Linked DNA regions of Cricetulus griseus: region 2 is linked to region 1. The links are chromatin contacts, called in public Micro-C maps. All regions are on one chromosome and are shown on one strand. The core of a region is the stretch at or near the end of the contact, and the rest is flanking DNA. Distances in the headings are between cores, read along the strand shown. Region 1 holds the start of Zeb1 (zinc finger E-box-binding homeobox 1). Region 2 holds the start of Znf438 (zinc finger protein 438).

Region 1 (6,148 bases), core at 339-2,838:
CTTGTGACCTTCCTGTCTCTACCTCCCATAAGCATAGACTGCTGGTATATGTCACCATGACTAGTCACACAATATCCTGCCTCTGGCACGGCAAAATCTGTTGGCAGAAATTTATCAAGAAGCTTTCATGCATCAGCACTGTGCTGGTTTAGTATATTATTCCTTATACTCCAAGGCATGTTTCAGTTGTTTCTATCCACAACTCTCCCATTTATACACTAACATTTAATAATTACATATTTGAAATAATGGCTTAGGTCATTTATCTCATAAAGTTGCCCCATACAATTCCCCCTTTAAAAGGGGTGGGAAACAGGGAGAGAAAGGTAAATTTACTTTTCTTGTTTCTTAATTAAATCATTTGAAGTGGGAAGGCCCATTTCTAGCCCAGATCTTTCTTTTCTTTGTTTTTTTTTTTTTGGGGGGGGGGGTGTTTCAAGATAGGGTTTCTCCGTGTAGCTTTGGAGCCTATCCTGGCACTCTCTCTGTAGACCAGGCTGGCCTCGAACTCACGGAGAGCCGGCTGCCTCCGCCTCCCAAGTGCTGGGATTAAAGGCGTGACCCACCAACGCCTGTCGAGAAAGGTAAACTTAAATCCTAATTACTGAAGACGAGAATCAAGGCATTTTGGGTCTTGTACAAAGTCACGGACTTCAGGTAAAAATCAGCCTCAGCTTTGCTTTTAGCCTCGAGGACACTGTACTGCTCAGATGTGTGTGTGTGTGAAACTCTAGCTATTTTGAGGCAGAGCTCCACTGTAGTGCAGGCTGGCCTCGAACACTTGGCCATCCTCCTGCCTCACACTCTCTCTCTCTCTGGCACTTGGGATTAATACGTTTTCCAGGACTGCTCTCCTAGGGTGCTTATGCCTCAAGGGCGAGTCTCAAGGCCCACAGCCTGGCCACCCTGGGACCCCTGCAGGGCGGGGTAGGCAAGGTGACAGCAGGTGAGGTAGGCGCGGATGAGGAAGTGAGCCTGGCACCGTGCGGGGATTACTCATGCTGCTTTCCTGAGAGCGGAATTTCTCGCCTCCTTCTCTGTCCAGATGAAGTTCAACCCAACTGCTGTCACTTCCCGTCCGGGTAGGCCGGGGAAACCCGCGCGTCTGTGGGAGGGGAGGGGAGTCAGGCAGAACTGGCCAGGTAGCTCGCCGCGCGTCCACGCTGCCCACGTCCCCGGCGCGCACGCGCGGCTCGCCGCGCCGACAGCTGGAGCGCGCGGCATCCGAGGAGTGCGCACCCGTCCGCGGGGGTCTGCGCGCGGGTGTGGCCCACGCCGCCAGCTCCACCTGGTCCACGAGGCCACCCTGTCGCCTCCCGGCCCGGTCCCCGGGGTGTCAGCACCCTCCTCTGTCACCCCATCACACCTGAGCAAAACTTTTCCCTCGCCTCCCCAATTCAAACTCCGCAGCGTCCGAAGCTGCCGCAAACCGCCCCGGCCCTAGCAACAAGGTTCCGGCCGTAGAGCGAGCGCCGCTAGGTGTTAGGAAGGTGATGTCGTAAAGCCGCGAGTGTCGTAAACCAGGTGCGGTGGGGAGGGGGAGGGGTGGAGGCGGCGGGTGTGGGGGGGGGAAGGGGAGGGAGGGAGGGAGGGAGGAGGGGGAGGAGGTGACTCGAGCATTTAGACACAAGCGAGAGGATCATGGCGGATGGCCCCAGGTGTAAGCGCAGAAAGCAGGCGAACCCGCGGCGCAATAACGGTGAGTGGCGGAGGGGCCCGGCGCGGCGGCGGGCAGCGGGCGGCCGGGCGAGGGGCGCTGGGCCGAGCGGGCCGGGGGCGGCGGCGGGGCCGGGCCGAGTGGAGTGGGAAAGTAAAGTAGTGCGCCCCGCTGCCGCCGCCGCCGCGGCCGCCGTCCTGGACCGTTATGTCTTACCTGCCTCTGCGCCTAGCGGCTCGCGCGGCCGCCGGGGACCGTTAGCCGCGCCGCATCCCGCCGCCGCGCCCGGCCACTTTTCCGCCCGCGGGTGGAGCGGCTGTTGCTTCTTTCCGCACTTTCTCCACTCTTGCCGCCCCTCGGCGTCTCCCCGCGCGCGATCCTCCCTCCGCGCAGGCCGCGGCGGCGGGGAACAAACTTGCGGCGGGCGGGCGGGCGCGCGGGCTGCGGGGCGGGCGGGCGGGAGAGGACGGGCGGCCGCGGGCCGGTTGCGTGTCGGCTGCGTGTCGGCCGTGCGCGCGTGTGCGCGGGAGCGGGCGCTGCGCGCCGGGTCGGGCGCCCGCGGTAAAGTTGCGCCTCGCGCGCTCGCGGGCTGGCGGGCGGGCGGGCGGGGATGGGGACGCGCGGGGACGCCGCTAGCCGGGCGCTCGCGGGGCTGGAAGTCGGCGCGTGCGGTGACCGTCGTGGGCTGAGCAGGGTCGGGCGGCTCCTAGCTGCTGCTGCCGTGGGGCGAGCGTGTGCGTGGACTCGCCGCCTGCCGCTCGCCGCCGGGAAGCAGCACAAGACTGGTCGGGACGCCCGGGCAGCCCGAGTCCCCGCGGGCACGGGGCTGTGTGCATGCGCCTGGCTTTGACTCTTTCGGTTTGGGGAAGTTGTTACCTGGGCCGGACGCGCGAGCCGAGGGCAGATAATGGGAGTTGGGCTGGCGCTCGGGGTCGCGAGTGGGGCGGGTGGGGGAGGGGGCGGGCGGCCCGACGGGCGCACGGGGCTGCGGCTGGCGGTGCAGCTGCGCGGGGTATTGATTTGCGCGAATGTGCCAGGGAAATACTCCTTGGCCTGGCTGCAGAGTTTTTTGTTGTTGTTGTTGTTGTTAGTGGTGGTGGTCTTTTTGTTTTTGTTTTGTTTTTTAAGAAAGAGGGAAAGCCACAGGCACCAGGAGAGAGCGCGACACCCGGACCTGTATCGGTGGGTGCATCGTGGGCTCTCCCAGCGTGGGGAGGCGAAAGAGTTGCTGGATGGTGCCTCTCCTAGGCGAGTGTGTGCTCTCGGCTCGCGGCGCGGACAGCCGTCTGCTCTTGGTCATTGTCTGGACAGTCCCTGCGGCGGCGGCCCGGGGGGATGCCCCCGCCCGGGTACCTGTGTGTGGTGATGGGCGGCCACAGCCCTGTGCTGCTGTGGCCGCTGCTATATAAGGAATTCCTCGTGCCTTTCGCACCCGGTGGCTCCGTGGGGCTCCCGCGGGGCGTTAAACGACGAGGGTTTTTTTGTTTTGTTTTGTTTTTTAAGAATGGGGGAATAAATGCGCCCCTGATGGCATCGATGTGGCGTCCGGAGAACTAGGAAATCCTGTTTAAGTGGCAACCCTGGCGCGCCCCCCGCGCCCCACCCCCGCCTGGTCTGTCTTGCTCCCTCCCCTCCGGGATGCCAAACGCCAGGTTTTGTAACCTTTCCTGGCAATTTTAGATTTTGTGTGGGATTTCCTGTCTAGAAACAGATAGGAAGATTTTAGGCTGTTCCAAAGAGGTTTCCTCTCTGTTGTAAACACATTTTGAATATATCTGTGCCTACATTAAAATCCCCGCTGCCATGAATGATTTTTCAGTTGTTCAGAAAAACGTTGCGTTTCAGAGAAGCCTGTTCGTTCAGAGGGAAAGGTGTGTAGCGTCATTGTGGAGAGGTGACTGGTTGTGGCAAGGACCCGAGCACAGGCTACTGCAATTGTAATTTCCTGCTTCTAGCGTCAAATAGTGTCTGTTCTACATTGAGCTGTTGCCGCTATTGCTGATGTGGCTTTATGAAAGGTAAGTTGGTTAGAAAAGGGCTGTTCGTTGACCTTACCTTATTTAAAATGTTGATCGCCAGAGAAAGGGGCTTTTCTTGTTGCTGACGACATGTGTGTGACATGTGAGTCTGAACCACCCAGCGTCTGTGCAGCTGCTGTAAACATGTTTACCTGAACAGGAAAGAATGGATTTTTCTCCTAGAGATCCTGTGATATTAATATCACACACATAAGGCATATCAACAGATGACTTAAGGGTGAAAAGCTATCCCGAAAGGTGCTTGAAATCAACAGGAAAGAGATTCTTGATCGCTGCAGCAAATGGCAACTTGTGCAGGTAGAAAAAAGATGGTGTTTAGTTTTCTCCTGCATGTATGTCAGCCCCCTCCTGTTTGCCGCCTTCCTTCTCAGGGGAGGGATTTATTTACCACGTTTGCTGTCAGTGTTCTTCCTTTGTGTTTAATATTAGAAAAACAGATTTGGGGCTCTTGAGCCTGAAATGTCTTGACTGCAGTATGCATTACTCCGAGAAAACAAAAGGTGTGTGAGATAGCGCTGTGCTACCACAGGTATCTTCCATTTTCATCACTTTTGGCTCTCTCTTTGTATTTCTTTTTGTTCTCTAATGCTTTCATCCATCGCTGACCGTTGCAGCCATGCTGTTTGATTTAGCTGCTATTTTTGCAAATTTAAAATGAAGTTATATGCATTGTGTTGTGAAATCTGGGAATAGGTGCTGACTGATATTTCTTAGCAACGCAGTCATATTTAAGTTGCAGTTGTTTGGGGAGAGAATTATCTGGAAAGATATTAACTCTTAAATTTTATTTAAATGAATAAATAGTGGTGTATACAGTAGGAGATAGTAATAGAGATATTTTGTTATTTATGTATAGATTATATTTGTATTCAATTTTTGAAATAAGGTATATAGATTTTACAGCTAAGCCAGCAGCAAAACATTTTTATTTCCTTCCTAGAATGTGTCTGCAGGCTAGGATACTGATGACAGCATCAAAAACTATAACTTAACAAGGGTGTAGCAATTGAGCAGGTTTGGCTAGATCATCAAACCTTCTGTGGGGACAATATGGTAATGATGCTAGCCATCTAAAGGAATGGCATTACAGTTGCTAAAATTGATTTTTCTGTTTATAGTTTAATGCTTTGTTGTATTTAGAAATATTTCTCTTTCCCAAAGTTCTATTCTATGTGATGTTTTCCTTCCCCCTTTTTATTGTTGACAAATGAGCTCTGGCTCCCAGTGACTACATGCTGACTAATTCACCTTAGATGGAATAGCAGGCACATACCTTTCTATCATTAGCACCATTTCTTCTTGCTGTCTTTGGAAACCACCAGTAGAGGATGCTAACAAAAACGACTATTGGTGCAGCATCTTAACCGTCTTGGTCTTCTGTGCTGATCGTGAATCTTCTGTGTCCTTCTGAGTCTTTAAAACAAGCCTAAGTGTCTTCTAGTTTACCGACACTAGAAAGAGGTAGGGATGTGTTCACATGAATGTATTTACAGATTTAAGCTTCAGAATCTTGAAATTGGTGCTTTTTAGTATTTGCTAAAGCACTTATATTAAAAAGTTTGGTTTTAGACTTGAACAAGAAAATGCAGTGGTTACATATATTTATTTTGCATACTTACCACCATACTTTAAAACCTTTTGTTGTTCTGGTTCAAAGTAGGAGTCTTGAAAAACACATTTTCAAATATTAAAGATGTCCATGGTTAGAAGATGCCTATGGTTAAAGAAATTCCAGTTAAGAGATTGACAGTACTATGGTGCTACCCATAGCTTGCATAAACTTAAGACTGTAGATGGGTTGGGTGACTAAAGTAGATGCTAGTTATTTGTTGTTTGGTTGTAGGCTTTGATTTTATCCTCTGTCCTGTAAGTCCCCTTGTTAATGGTGGCCCCTTCTCATACCATGCATAGTAGCTTTTTAGTGAAGAATCCGGTAGCATATTAACTTTGAATTTACCAGTTATAAATTAAGAAATACAAGTTTTTAACAATTTATTAATTTATTATTATATTCAAATAACTACTACTCTAAGCAAACCATGTATACTGAAACGATGACTCTGGCTTACAAATAGTGCGTGAAGTGTAAAGTATTTAGTTATGTTATTGTTTTGTGTTCATCCATATATTTATGTGAGTACAACTATAACCCTTAAGCCTTTCCCTGTCTGTTTTAATGGTAGTTCTAGAAATGCACTGTGGCCCTGCCATATGCAGTAGTCACACTGTTTGTCTTGAATTAAGTAGGATTTACCTGACTTGTCAGGTAAGTCTTTGTGAACTTCCTATGGATTGTGTTTGTAAACACTGCTTTTCATTGCTGACAGGTATCTCTTTAATTTGGTACTGTCCTACTTCATGAGATCTCCATGAATAAGTATAATTCATTTTTTTTCATGAATTAAGGAACTTACTGGAGTTTACAATGTATGAAATTCGAGCATGAAGCAAA
Region 2 (6,522 bases), core at 2,547-5,046, 230 kb before region 1:
CTGAGATAATAGAACTGGAGAAAGTCATCACTCCACAGAGATACTCAAATATCAGAAGTTTTCATTTCATAAAAATTTTATCAATGCCAAATAAAACTAATGCAAATTTAGTAAAATATGCAAGACTTGAGTAGTTCTTTTGTTGAAAAGGACTCTTGGGGAGCTTCCAATCCATCAGGCAATTGTGTAGGCCCTCTTTTGCTCTTTTGCCCTTTGCACACCCCATCTCTCAAGTGTGGGGCAGGGGGGAAAGGGTGTGGGAAGCCAGAATGAACTAATCAGCATGTATTTATGTATTCACTCTACTCTAAATCTATTCCCACAGGTTTTTCCTCATGCTATGCACCTCCAGAAGGAGAACCATATTTATTTATCTCCAAATTCTCCAAACCTAACCAATATCCTCATATAAAGTCACCCTTACGAGCTATGAATGACAGGCAATGGAATAGAGACAGAGATGTAAAAGAGACAGAAATCCCATTCACACTGAACCCACACAATGGAGATGGGAGACAGAAGAATGGATGTTAGTTGCAGACATCCAATCAAAAAAGGAAGAACCAGCTAGCACAAACCTACCATGTATGCTTCCTTCTCTTGCCTCTTATTGTCAACCAAGGATTAGAAAAGAACAAAAGCAGTTGGTCTTTTCAAAACTAGGTGTATTTCCAATCCTCACCATAGTCATTTCATAGTCAATCAACATGCCCACATGAGATAGTTACAGAGATTAACCTGTGTGGACTCCAAAGCCAGAGTACTTTGGGTGTGAGTTCCACCTCTAACACTGACAAACCCATGGCAATGGGTAGGGACTTGAGATAATCAGTCAGAGGCCTTGCCCTGCTAGATAACCTAAAGCTGTTCTCTGTACCTCAATTTTCTCATCTTCAAAATGGGAACAGTAAGTTCTTAGCAATGCAACTGTTTTAATGGTTAAATGAATATATGTAAAATTACTTAAAACCTTGCCTGGAATATGGTTCATATATGCATTATGCTAATTATTACTATTGTTACCAGCACTCATTATTACTATATTTAACAAGCATCTAAAACTTGAAAGTAAAACTGGACTTTTATTTTTCCTCCCAAACCTGTCATTTCAGGAAATAGCACCACCATTCTCCTAGTTCTTCCACCCTAACCCTAAAAAGTTATTACTTCTCCCTTTCTCCTAGCACCCCCATGTAAGTCTTGCCAGCAGAGTTCTATCTCTTAATGTCACCTCCACAACTGCCTCTACTAGTCCAAGGTATCACACCATCTCCCCTCTCAAGGTACAGCACAGCATCAGCCTCCTACCTCCTTGTTTTTCATGGCCCCTACACCACTCCGTGACTCTACAGTTAATTCTCAGTGAAGTAAAGTAGAAAACAGATACTAGTCCCACAATGGTACTGTCTTGTGGTTTTTCCAATACACTTAGGGGTAACATGTCTACTTTGACACAGGCTCCAAGACCCCACCAGAGTCTATCAGATGTCTCAAGGTTACATGTCAACACTTCTTTCTCCCTCCTTATTATGCTCTGAGCCAGAATAGTCATTTGGAACACAGCCTCTTAAATCAAATGACCTAAATTCAAATGGCAAAAATTATAGCAGTGCCAAATAAAACTAATGCAAATTTAGTAAAGTATGCAAGACTTTGAGTCTCTTAAAGCTTGAGTACACATCTAATGTGTGCCAGTTTCCTCATCTATAAAAGTGGAGGTAGTTTTCTTAGCTTAAAAGGTTATCGAATAGCATCCGGTGTTTAGAACTATGCCTTGCATACAGTAAATTTTTCAGGCCAGGTGGAAATTGAACCTGTGGAAATTTCTATTTCAATCCCAAGTGGAAACTGAACCCAGGGCCAGAGCTCTACCACTAAGCTACATATTCCTCAGTCCTATTTCTACCCAGGCTGACCCTAGACTCCATCTGCAGCCAAGGTATTCCTTGAACTTGTGATTCTCCTGACTCGGCCTCCCAAGGAACTTGAAAGCCACTAGCTAGGCTCCTGCTGGGCTCCTACCCCACCTCAGAACAACTCAACTGCCCCCTCCTCTGAACGGTCTTCCCTGACAGACTATTTAAAACAATTTCCACTGTTCCCTCACCATCCTTTTACCTTCATTTCACTGCACTCACCCCGATGTGAAACAATTTTATGTGCCTATTCCTTATTGTCTATCTCTCCACTTTAACTGAACTCTAAGGTTCCAAGACTTAGATGACTTGTCTCTGGAAAGTTACTAACATAACAAAACTCAAAAGTCCTGCTTTGATTCGAAGGGCCCTCTATAAGGATACAACACACTCCACTGAATTCTCAGAAATGTGGCCTCTTAATCTACTTTATAAATCCACCCTAGGGCATGTATATTCCCTTCAAAGTTCCTGACAAGTTCTTGCCCCAGAAGTGTTACAATGTTATAACTAAATCTTCAGTAAGGCAAGAGTTAGCTAAACTATATACACATACAAGTTGACTCTACCTATTTGTGTTGAATATAATCTTCTAGTTCTGGGCTGCTAAAAACTTTTTTTTCTGTAAAACTAGATGGGTCGGAGCAACGTATTGCCACGATCTCTGTGATAGTGATAGTACTTATTTCTTGATCCCTGATCAATGAATGCAACAGCTGAGATACCTTCAGGTTCAAAAGTCAGATGGGTCGGAGTAAGAGGTATGGGAAGGAGACAAAGCCCTAAGAAAGATCCTTACATACAAATGGGTTACCATATTCCTCAGAATAATCAATATTTGCATAAGCGTTGTGTAGGATTGCATAGCTTGGGTTAGTTCACAGGGTCTCAACGCATTGTGGCCCCATGGAAAGGAAAATGGAGGCAAGCTGGAAGGCAACACAGCATGTAACTTGTCATCAGCCACCTGGGCATCTGCAAAATGTCAAAGGAAGGTGGGCACAGGGCTGCTAGTCTTTGAAGGGACTCTCCATCCCAGGCTGACCAAGCATGCCCTACTGCAAGATGAGAATGGAGACTGGGAATCTAATCTCTTTATCGACGAATTTTAAGGAGAGCCTCGCCAGTTCCCCGTTCCCAGGCCTTAATCACCCGCTCTTAGCTGTCACAGGCCAGAGGGAAAGGTGCTGGCCAGGCTCAGGAGCGGCCTCGCCTCCACAAGCCGGCGGTCCCGGGAGGGCGCGCTCCCACTTGGGGCGATCACCGACCGGGCGTCACGTTCGGTGGCTCCCGGGTCTCCCGAGGCTCCCCGGTGCCCGCGGCCAATACCGCGACCGTGACAGCGAGCAGCCCTCAGGCCCCGCGAGCCCCGCAAGCCAAGCTGCTGCAGGATCCTCGCAAACTTACAGTTTTCCTACTGCGTACGCGTCACGGCGGGGTGACGTCACGGGCGGCGTTCAACGAGGTCAGCTCGCGGGCGCGGCGCTCTGGCCCGGGCCCCGCCTCCAGCCAGCGACGGGAGACGCCCCGTCCCGCCCCGCCCGGACGGCGCGCAAGCGCACACCGCTAGCTGCCGCGTGCCCATGGGCTTCGCAGGCAGGCGCGCCCAGGTAGCCGCTCTTCACCATCTTCACACAGCCGCTGAGGCGAGAAGGTCCGGGGTAGATGGAAGGGGAGAGACCCACGAGAACGAGCGGGACGAAAGGGTTCTTACGTAGTTCTCCCGCAGACACTGACTTCCTCCTCTCACCTGTTCACTAAAACTTCTACACGTTTGGTAACAGACACTTGCTGTCCACCAGGGGCCTATGGGCTCTCCGCCCGGGTCACAGGGGCAACGCTCCCATGGGCCCTTGCGCTGTCCCACTTCTGCCCCCTCAAGCCCCTCCCGCCCGCGCCCAGCTAGACAAGCCACGCCCTCTCCAGCCCAACCAGAGCGAGCCCCGCCTATGCGCGGCCCGCCCACGTCCGGGTAAGCCCCGCCCCCGAGACACGCCCTTCCGGCTCCGGCTCGTCGGGTCTACTGTTGCGGAGCGGCCCCTCCCTCCCAGGGCACTGTCAACTTCCCTCTGCTGGAGGAATTTCTTCTTCTACCCTTCCAACTGCATTTCCCTTTTTGACCCAAGGAAACCTTTTACAAGTCACCTGTTAAGTTTAACAAGTAGTGACCCGAGTAAACTTAACAGCCTCCCTTCCCACGTGACAAAAACCCGGCTCTAGCTCTGGCTAAAAGACCACTGCAAAGAAAGTGAAGGCAGAGAGTGGACCATAGAATCTGAGGACGAATTCGGCTTCATAGAAGCCCCATGTTACTCCTTCATGCAGAAAAAAGTAAACCTTGTGGTTAAGCAGAAAAGACAAGCAGTTCAAATTGTCTTGCAGCAAACATAAAATGCCTTGGGGAAAAAAACTAGCACCTAGAAGAGGAAATATTGAAAATACTGAGGATCACTTTTTATAATTTAGAGACAAATAGCCAGGTCAGAGGTTTTGCAGGGCAGCTCCTGTGTATATTTAAATCTAAAACAATGGTCTGTTTACACTTTTCCTTGGGAGTGATGACTGGGAAACTGGTAGCTTTTAAACAGAGATGGGACCTGGTTGAAAATCAGCTTCTAAGAAGAAGCAGGAGAGCATACATAATTTAACAATACTTTTATTTTGTGCAACAATATAGAAAAATTAGCGTTGTAAAAACTTTCACGTATCTCTAAATAGGGGTATTTATTTTTCATTAAGAACAACTTTAAGATCAAGGCTTCTATATCATTTCTCTAAACAGGAATTTTTCTAAGTGATCTTCCAGCTAATGTTTCAGATTCTCCCACAGGCATCTAATTTTTTTAAGAGTAGAAATCATATGTGCCAAATGTTTTAAATGTTTTTAGTATAGGGCATGATAAAGAATATTCTTTGATCATTTGATTATTCAGTGTTTTTTCCCCTAATGCCACAAGTTCGTTTGTTTTGTAGGATTTGTGTTCAAGTGTGTGTGTGTGTGTGTGTGTGTGTGTGTGTGTGCAGGCCTATGTGTACCATGGTATATATGTGGAGGTCAGAGAACAGCCTGAGTTGTGGGTCCTACCTGGACTTCCACCTTGTTTGAGCCAAGTTCTCTGTGTTTGCTGCTGGGCTGTAAATTAGCCAGAGATTCTCCTTGCTCCTCCTCCCATCTTGCTACAGGAGCACTTCGATTACAGATTGTAGTTATTCTCAAGATTTTAACTCAGGTCCTTGCAAGCGCTTTACCCACTGAGCCATCTCCCCGTCCCACAAGTGTATTTTTAGAAATATGTATTTCTTCCTGCAAAAAAAGAAGGAAATGTGATAAACAAAAAGACTGAGAAGGGAACTTGAATGTCAAATAGAATTTTTCAGGAAATGGCTAAGAAGTACAATCTAAATATGTGAAGTATCTTTAATGTGGGATACATTTGCCTTTAAAAATATACTCACATAGAAGCACAGTAAGATTTGGTGGCGCTTCTGTATAAGCTGGAATTTGGTCTAAATGAGTAATGAGAAGCTAGCACTGAAAGTATTCATATTAGAGGGAAGGGCTGCAGGCAGAGCTGCCTTCCAGGTTCAGCTCTGGAAGCACTAAACATTATAGTCTTGGGGGGTGGGGCTTTATCCTTGAGATTCTTTCATTTGATATCTGTTGCCCCTAGCTATCTACTTTCCAGAGTCTTTTACTTCAACACACATAATATTTCCTTTGGTTTTACTTAGCAACCTGAATAGAGCCCCGCCCTTCCCTTAAAAAAAAAAACTAATACTAGAGAGAAATTTAAAAAGTAAAGAAATACAATGGCTAATGTTTCCTAGGTGTTAGATACCAAGCTCCATATTGCCTCATTTAATCCTTGAAACTGAGTATTACTGCAATTATTCCCACCTTACCCACTGGGCAAGCAGGATTGTAGGAGATCATTACAGGTGCTGAGTAGCAGAAGCAAGACTTGAAACTCCCTAATCCACACTCATAATAATACTGATTTGTATAGTTTCATGCAAAAAAAGAAAAACCACACAATTCAAGAAATCCAAGGAATATTATGTAAAATTTGAAAACACTGACCACAGTGTATCACTGCCTTCACAATTTCCCATTCTGTTTCCAGCAGATGGTTCTGTTTTTAAGGTGCTCACTATGGCCAGTAAGTTAATTTTGTGATTCATTAATGCATTACCATCTTATGGATTATAAAACATTAAATTACTGCTTTATCCCATGTAAGAATAATTTAGGCCAGTCATGCTGACATATGTCTTCAATCGTAGTACTCTGGAGGCAGTGATAGACAGATCTATGTGAGTTCAAGACCAGCCTGGTCTGTGTAGTGAGTTATAGGCCAGCCAGAGACTCTATGTCAGAAAATGAAGAGGAGGAAGAGGAGGGGGGGAGGACCAGGAATCTTTCTGAAAATTGCCTCCTCCACCTGACTGTAAACTCTGAGAGTATGGACGGTGCTGGTTTAGATTAACATCAGATCCTCTTTTAATAGCTGTGTCTGTCATGCTCTAAGTAGGCAACATGTGTGGGGATGATGGCCTACATGGACTCAAACACTGGATGGGCATGTTGGCACATGGTCTATAATCC

Evidence for each region. Hi-C and Micro-C count contacts between places; a contact is called where the count stands out from the background.
Region 2: a Micro-C map of the CHO-K1 cell line shows a contact between it and region 1, with 2.5 times the contacts expected there. The contact joins the promoter of Znf438 here to the promoter of Zeb1 in region 1. A contact is called at or near these places in 2 of 8 Hi-C or Micro-C datasets (the CHO-K1 cell line and fibroblasts).

Annotation. Positions count from the first base shown.
Region 1 is chr3:208,793,496-208,799,643 of CriGri-PICRH-1.0, reverse strand. It overlaps Zeb1 (zinc finger E-box-binding homeobox 1), which reads left to right and starts at 1,588. Exons shown (of 7, transcript XM_027405465.2): 1 at 1,588-1,699. The coding sequence starts at 1,642. LOC103163316 (a long non-coding RNA gene) reads right to left here and starts at 2,239. Exons shown (of 6, transcript XR_003483334.2): 1 at 1,874-2,239.
Region 2 is chr3:209,030,179-209,036,700 of CriGri-PICRH-1.0, reverse strand. It overlaps Znf438 (zinc finger protein 438), which reads right to left and starts at 3,796. Exons shown (of 9, transcript XR_003483332.2): 1 at 3,324-3,796.